Linked DNA regions of Mus musculus: region 2 is linked to region 1. The links are chromatin contacts, called in public promoter capture Hi-C maps. All regions are on one chromosome and are shown on one strand. The core of a region is the stretch at or near the end of the contact, and the rest is flanking DNA. Distances in the headings are between cores, read along the strand shown.

Region 1 (3,375 bases), core at 551-3,050:
ATGGAAGATAACAGGGTAGGAGCCATACTCCAGGGGCTGACAGTCCACAAATACTTGCCACCGATGAAAGAGAATATTCAGTCTGTAAGTAGGTGTGAGGTTTAGGCCAAATCACCTCATTTCTTATAAAGACTTCATCTGTAAGATGGGTGAATGGTTTCTTATAGTTAGAAGGCAGAGGCTAAGAAAATAATTTAGCATTTAGTACTGAATTTCCAGCCTTTCATTTCTAAGGTCATGCTTAAAATTCTAACTTGGGTGGGGATGAAAAAAACAAACAAACAAACAAAACAAACAAACAAACAAACCAGTATCTGCCGGCTATATAATGCTAAGGACATAGATCTTAAAATAAAATAAAAAAATTTTAAAAAGACTCGGGCAACCCAAAGAAATGGATTGCACTGGAGGCAGTCAAGAGAAATCCACCAAGATCCCAGTAATATTCGTATAAATTTCCAGCAGCTAGATGTGAGATGCTGAGTAAGCACGTGTTCAGTCCCATAAACTGTGTGTCTGTATGGTTTCACAGGAACACCTGAGATACAGTGAGAAATGTAATTTTCATATTCTCTTAAGCGCTACACCTTTCTGCACCGGCTCCCGGGATTTTAGAGATTTGTAACATCTTGCCAGATTCCACCTCCCACACCAGGCAAGTAAAATCAAGAGTCCAGTGCTATCTAGTCTCACCAGAGAAAATGTACTGAAGGCAAGGACATGAGCCATGCATTTTTACAGAGGTTGGCAAATTCTCACCAACGCTGCCACCTTTGGAATCCTCGATGCACGCATGTTCTCCATTTGCAACAGACCCAGATGCGCTCATCTTGCAAAAAAGGGTCCACATCTTGCCTACTCCTTCCTCAAACACTGAGGTTACTAGACAAATTTCAAACAATATATAACATATACACACACACACACACACACACATATATATATATATATGCCACAAAAAAGTGTATGGATGAATTTGGGGCATGGACACACGAGATTCTGGCAGTAAAAGACGACAAATATCAAGAGAAAAGACTCAATTCTCAGCCTGATCTTCCCCCACCCCATTGGGAATCCGGTTTGAGTCAGTGAAAGGTTCAGATAAATCCATTTCTTAATTCAAACCTCAACCCTGCTGTCAGGGAATCTCGGGTCCAGCTGGGTTTCCCACACCAGCGATGATGAAACAGCTTTACTGCAAAGTGGGAGAGGGATTCGCCCCAGCTGTCGCCAAGGTTAAACCCTTACTCATCCAGGGGAGTGCGGCAGGGGCGTCGCGGCTCGGGAACTCGCCCGCCTTCGACTAACATTTCAATTTTTGAAAGCCACAAAGAATGAGAGAGGTTGACAGGCCCAGAAGGATGGCTCGGGGCCCGAAGGGAGCAGGCAGGGGCGGCGCCGAGCAGAGATGGTGCCGGAGGGGGGGAGCCTGCGGCCCAGCGGTCCCCAGCCGCGCAGGCCTGGCCGCACCCCGTACGGCGCGCCGAGAGAGAAGCCCGGGCTTCCCGCGGAGGCGCAGGCCTGGCCGGAAGCGGGGAGGGGCGGCAGTAAGCCTGGCGGCGACAGTGAGCCTGGCCGCAGCCCGACAAGGGGCTTTGGGCTGGGGCCCCTGGGAGCCACGCCGCACTCACCGCGGAGGACTGGAGGGAGCAAAGGCGCTTCCGGGAAGATCAGAGGGCAGCGACTGCGTCCTTCCCGGGCTCACTCCTCAGGCGGGGCTGGCGGCAGCGGCGGTGGCAGCGACCGTAGGGGCAGTGGCGGCGGTGGCGGCGGCGGCTACCCGGCTCCGGAATCGGCGGCGGCGGTGGCGGCGGCGGCAGCTGCACTTCCGCTCTGGCCACCACTTCCGCTCTAGCCCAAGTCCCGCCCCACCCTGAGTCGATTCCTCATTGGGTGAATGAGGCACGGGGTTGCTCCGTCCTCCTGAAAAGGGCGGTGATAGCCAGGAGGAGGGGATGTCAGGGAGGACCAAGAGGGAGCGGTCGTGGGAGGACGCAGAGCCTGGGTGGGAGCGAGGAGGGGGCGGACGCAGGGAAAGGAAGTGGGGCGGGGGAGCAGGAAAAGGAGGAAGAAGAGAGGGCGGGGCCGAGGTGGCCGCCCCAGGGCTGGGATGTGTGAGAACAGGGCGGGCTCCGGGAGGGCAGGGTTCGGAAGCTTGGAGCGGTCTTGGTTGAGCCTAGGATCGTCTGTTCCTACCCAACCCTGAAAATAATTCTCACGGGGTCGGAGAGCCTAGCAGTGCTTTTAGCTGTGCGTTAAGGGAATGCTTGTAACTAAAGGAGAACAGACAGCCCTCCATTTTCAGTTAGTTCACCTTTCAGTCCTAAAAGGTACTTACTGTTCTTTTCCTAGACCAAGGACGCTTCATGAAGTACCAGGAACAGAACATTTCCAAGGTCTTAATAAAAACAGAAAAACAAAACAAAAAAACCAGTGTACATCAGTTCTTCGTTGAGATTCCCTGGTCCCCAAGTATCCTTCAAAGGGAAATCGTCAGAGACAGAACCCTGGGATCCCCAAACGGCTTTCAGTGTTACCTAAATTTTATTACTACTTCACTCAAGCCTGTTGACCCTTAAGTCTAGCCCTTCAAAATACCTCCACCACCACGCCTTCGTTCATTTCCCACAAATTCCGTGTGGCAATTTTCAGAGTGCTGGGGAGTACAGCAAGACTTGCGTCTTGAAGCTTACAGTTTTTAGAGAAAGAACAAAGTAATAGGCCTTTGTCATTTCTCCTTTTACCCTCACTTAGCTTAATGACAGACTTCAAATTCACCGCTTGACTCTCCAGCCCTGCCCCCATCAAGTACCAAATGATCTTTTCAATGTCATTCTGTGTCCGCTGCTTTGAAACCCATCGCTGATGGCTCCGACTTAATAGTTCCCTGGGCGAGACAATCAGAGCTCTGTCCTTACCCATTATCAGCACCCCAGTTCATTTATATAACTCCCCATCCTCCCAATGTACTGTTCCAGAATGAATAAACACTTTGAGTTAGCTGCTGTCTTAGCTAGGGTTTCTATTGCTGTGATGCTGGGGAGGAAAGGGTTTATTTGACTTACACGGCCAAATTATTCATTACCAAAGAAGTCAGGACAAGAACTCAAACAGGGCAGGAACCTGGAGGTAGGAACGGATGCAGAGGCCATGGAGGAGAGATGCTGCCTTGCTCAGCCTGCTTTCTTATAGAACTCAGAACCATACAAATCAGATTTCTATGGACAGAAAACTGCTGTCTACATTTCTATATGGTAGCTGGGACTATGGAGTGGCTGTCTACTTCAGATTGGGTGTGTATACACAGACTTTCTAGGGTATAAAGGTCATTTTCAAGTCTTTTGTACAGACATTTGTTCTTTAGATGCAGACCAC
Region 2 (3,012 bases), core at 184-2,683, 1.4 Mb before region 1:
ACCACTGGTCAGCTAGCTTTTTTTTTTTTTTTAAGATTTATTTATTTATTTATTTATTTATTTATTTATTTATTTATTTAATGTGAGTACAGTGTTGCTGTCTTCAGACACACCAGTAGAGGGCATCGGATCCCATTACAGATGGTTGTGAGCCACCATGTGGTGGCTGGGAATTGAACTCAGGACCTCTGGAAGAGCAGTTGGTGCTCTTAACCACTGAGCCATCTATCTCTCCAGCCCTAAAAATAAATCTTAAAACTACATTGTAAGTTCTACCTACTTCCGTGTATTACTAACATGTTGTAATCTACATTGTAGGTTTTAACAATTGACCTATATCCCACTTTGTGGATTTTCATAGTTTTTGTAACTCAATCCCCCCCACACACACCCACACACACCACCACCACTGCATATTCCAACCAGCAAAAACCAAGAAGAGCCCACCCATCTTTGGATTTAACTCCTTCGCTCACAGCCCTGGAGAGAGAATGACCATGTTAACAAAGCACACACTCCTTCAGAGTGGCCTCCAATTGTTCTGCGAATTACATCCCAAGAAGATATTTATGAGAACGGGCGTTTCTCCAAACTTCAGCCACTCTGCACATCATATTTCCTTACAATCTTCACCTACTGTGAAGGCAAAAAAGTATTTAAAGACTTGCAGTTTTTATCTGAAGTTTATGACCAGCGCCTGCATATTTATTCCTCATTTGCATCTCCCTTTTATTACTAGTCCTTTGTATCCATAGATCATTTTTATGGGACTGTGATCTTCTTACAAATGTGTAAGAGATAATTAAATGGAGCCACTAAACCATTTCTTTCATATGCATATACTTACAAAATATATTTTCCAATCTTATTGTTTTTTTTTGTTTGTTTGTTTGTTTTTTTTTTAGATAAGGTTTGACATTTTTCTAAAGCAAGACTTCCAGTCAAGTCCTTGGGAGCCGCTAGTGTTGATCCCTGCCCATGGATTAAATGAGATAGTTCTTTTCTGTTTCCTATAAAGTGCCTGGTGACACACGGTTAGAATGTCAGGTCCCATCCATATGAGGAATATGCAGTAGTATATGCCCTGCTCCTCTCCCACCCGACCCCCACTCCCCAGGCCCCTAGTTTCCTAAGATGATTTTTTTTAAATGATTTCTTCTTTTTTTGTTTTGTTTTCTTTCCTCCCACTTAGCATCTTACATGGACCTTTCACCTTTATCCATGGTACTTGGCATTCTTAGGAACATTTGGGTTTAAGCCTGTCACAGAAGCAAGGCAACTTTCAAATCAAACTGGAAATACTCTAAATTATTAATTAAAAAATGCCCGATGGGCGGGCGCCGTGGGAACGGAGTCTGGAATGTGATGGAGGCCAAGAGGGTCGCGGGAACGGGTCCCTAGCATCTCTGCTGCGCATGTGCAGTTCATCTTCATTGTTCACTCCCGCGTCCCGCTGAGCGCAGAGGAAACCCTCAGATCCTCGGGGTCTACGCGCTGCTCAGAGACCCGGTCCCCAGGACAGGCGCGCCTAAGGGTGAGAGCCCATTTGGAGGGTTGCATTGCCAGGCTCGGGGAGGCTTACGTGTCAACACCTGCCTCGAGTGTGCTTCGCGCAGGCGGCGGTGGGCTTCTCCAAGGAGAAGAGACAGGGTTTGGTGGTCGGGACAAAGTGAGTTAGGGAAGGCATTCTGATGTCAGAGCTGCTTGCGAGGGCTCCAGGCAAGTGACTTCCACTCTATCATAGGATGAGGATAAAGTCCGATGACACCTGTCCTGGTCAGGTAGGCCAAGAGCAGCAAGGGACCTGTAGCTGAAAAGGCTGTTTTCAGAGTCTTAGTTCAAATTCGAGCACTACTACTGAGTCCCCACGGGCAAGAAAAGGACCTTAAGACTCTGCTCCACTGTCTGTACACGGGTAGGGGTTCTTCCCTGAACCTGCCTCCGGGTTGTTCTGGGCAATGCCTGAGATAGGCTTTCGATGGGATAGTGGCATTTGCTCAGAACCTGAAAGGGGTCTGTCTTCCTTCATGCCCTGTTCATTAAGCCCTGTGCACCATTTGGCTCTAAAAGCCGCTGTTAAAGAGTTCCGAAAGAGAAGAAAGACTGAGGGGGCGGGGCGAAGGGCGTGGTCTGCAGAAGAGAGTTGGGATGCAAACCCCAAATCGGAAGATAGGTTCAATTTAGTTTCCCTCCCTCCCTCCCTCCCTCCCTCCCCCTCCCTCTTATGCGTTATGGTTCACATGGCTCCTCCCCAAGGGCCACAGGACCTGCCTGGAGGGTGGAGGGCTGAGGCTCAATCAAAGCCTCTACACCCTTCTGCCTGGCCCACCTGTCTGTGCCCACTGCAGTTTACAGACAACTAAGTTAGGCTTCCAGAAGTTTTCAGCCTGTACCGGAATCACCAAAGCGCCCAGGCCCAGCAGACAGCTGGGTACAGAACTCCTGAAGTCTGCAAAGAGGCCTCCAAATTCATTTTGGGTGGTGTCACCATTGGTCTGGACATTCACTTGAGAGGGGGCGGGGTACCTTGAAGTCAGATTCAGAGTTCTCTGATCACAGATCCTGTGAGGGAAAAAAAGGACACACCAGAAGCAGGAATCTCCCCAGGGGAGGCCCTTCCTCCTCTCACTCCCCCCTCCCCTCCCTCCTCCCCTCCCTCCTCCCCTCCTTCCTCCCCTTCCGCCTCCCTCCCTCCTCCCCTCCTTCCTCCCCTTCCGCCTCCCTCCCTCCTCCCCTCCCGTCTAGGTTGCAGTGTACCACAGCTGCAGGACAGAGGCCCAAGAAACAGGCAGAGTCCACATTCAGTTTGTGAAGCCCTTGCAGAGCCTTCTTCCTGAACCATCACCCCATGAGACCCCTGCCCTTCAGCAGTGGCGTGCGCCACCTTCCAAAGGGAGGAAGTGAGTTAGGCCAGCCAAGGGAGGCAAGCAAAAGCAGCGCTTGGGCATAGAGTACCTTGGAAGATGGCCAGGAGGTGATATGAGGAGGAAGTGCAGGCAGAGGCGGTGGCCC

The links. Promoter capture Hi-C pulls out the DNA fragments that hold promoters and counts their contacts.
Region 2: a contact with region 1 is called in a promoter capture Hi-C map of liver, with 2.5 times the contacts expected there. The contact joins the promoter of Zfp663 here to the promoter of Ywhab in region 1. A contact is called at or near these places in 2 of 39 promoter capture datasets (both in liver).

What each region holds. Positions count from the first base shown.
Region 1 is chr2:163,993,622-163,996,996 of GRCm38.p6, reverse strand. Ywhab (tyrosine 3-monooxygenase/tryptophan 5-monooxygenase activation protein, beta polypeptide) reads right to left here and starts at 1,800. Exons shown (of 6, transcript NM_018753.6): 1 at 1,632-1,800.
Region 2 is chr2:165,367,157-165,370,168 of GRCm38.p6, reverse strand. It overlaps Zfp663 (zinc finger protein 663), which reads left to right and starts at 1,433. Exons shown (of 6, transcript NM_001379474.1): 1 at 1,433-1,534. It overlaps Gm29831 (a long non-coding RNA gene), which reads right to left and starts at 2,998. Exons shown (of 3, transcript XR_001783548.2): 1 at 2,956-2,998; 2 at 2,330-2,562; 3 at 1,518-1,810.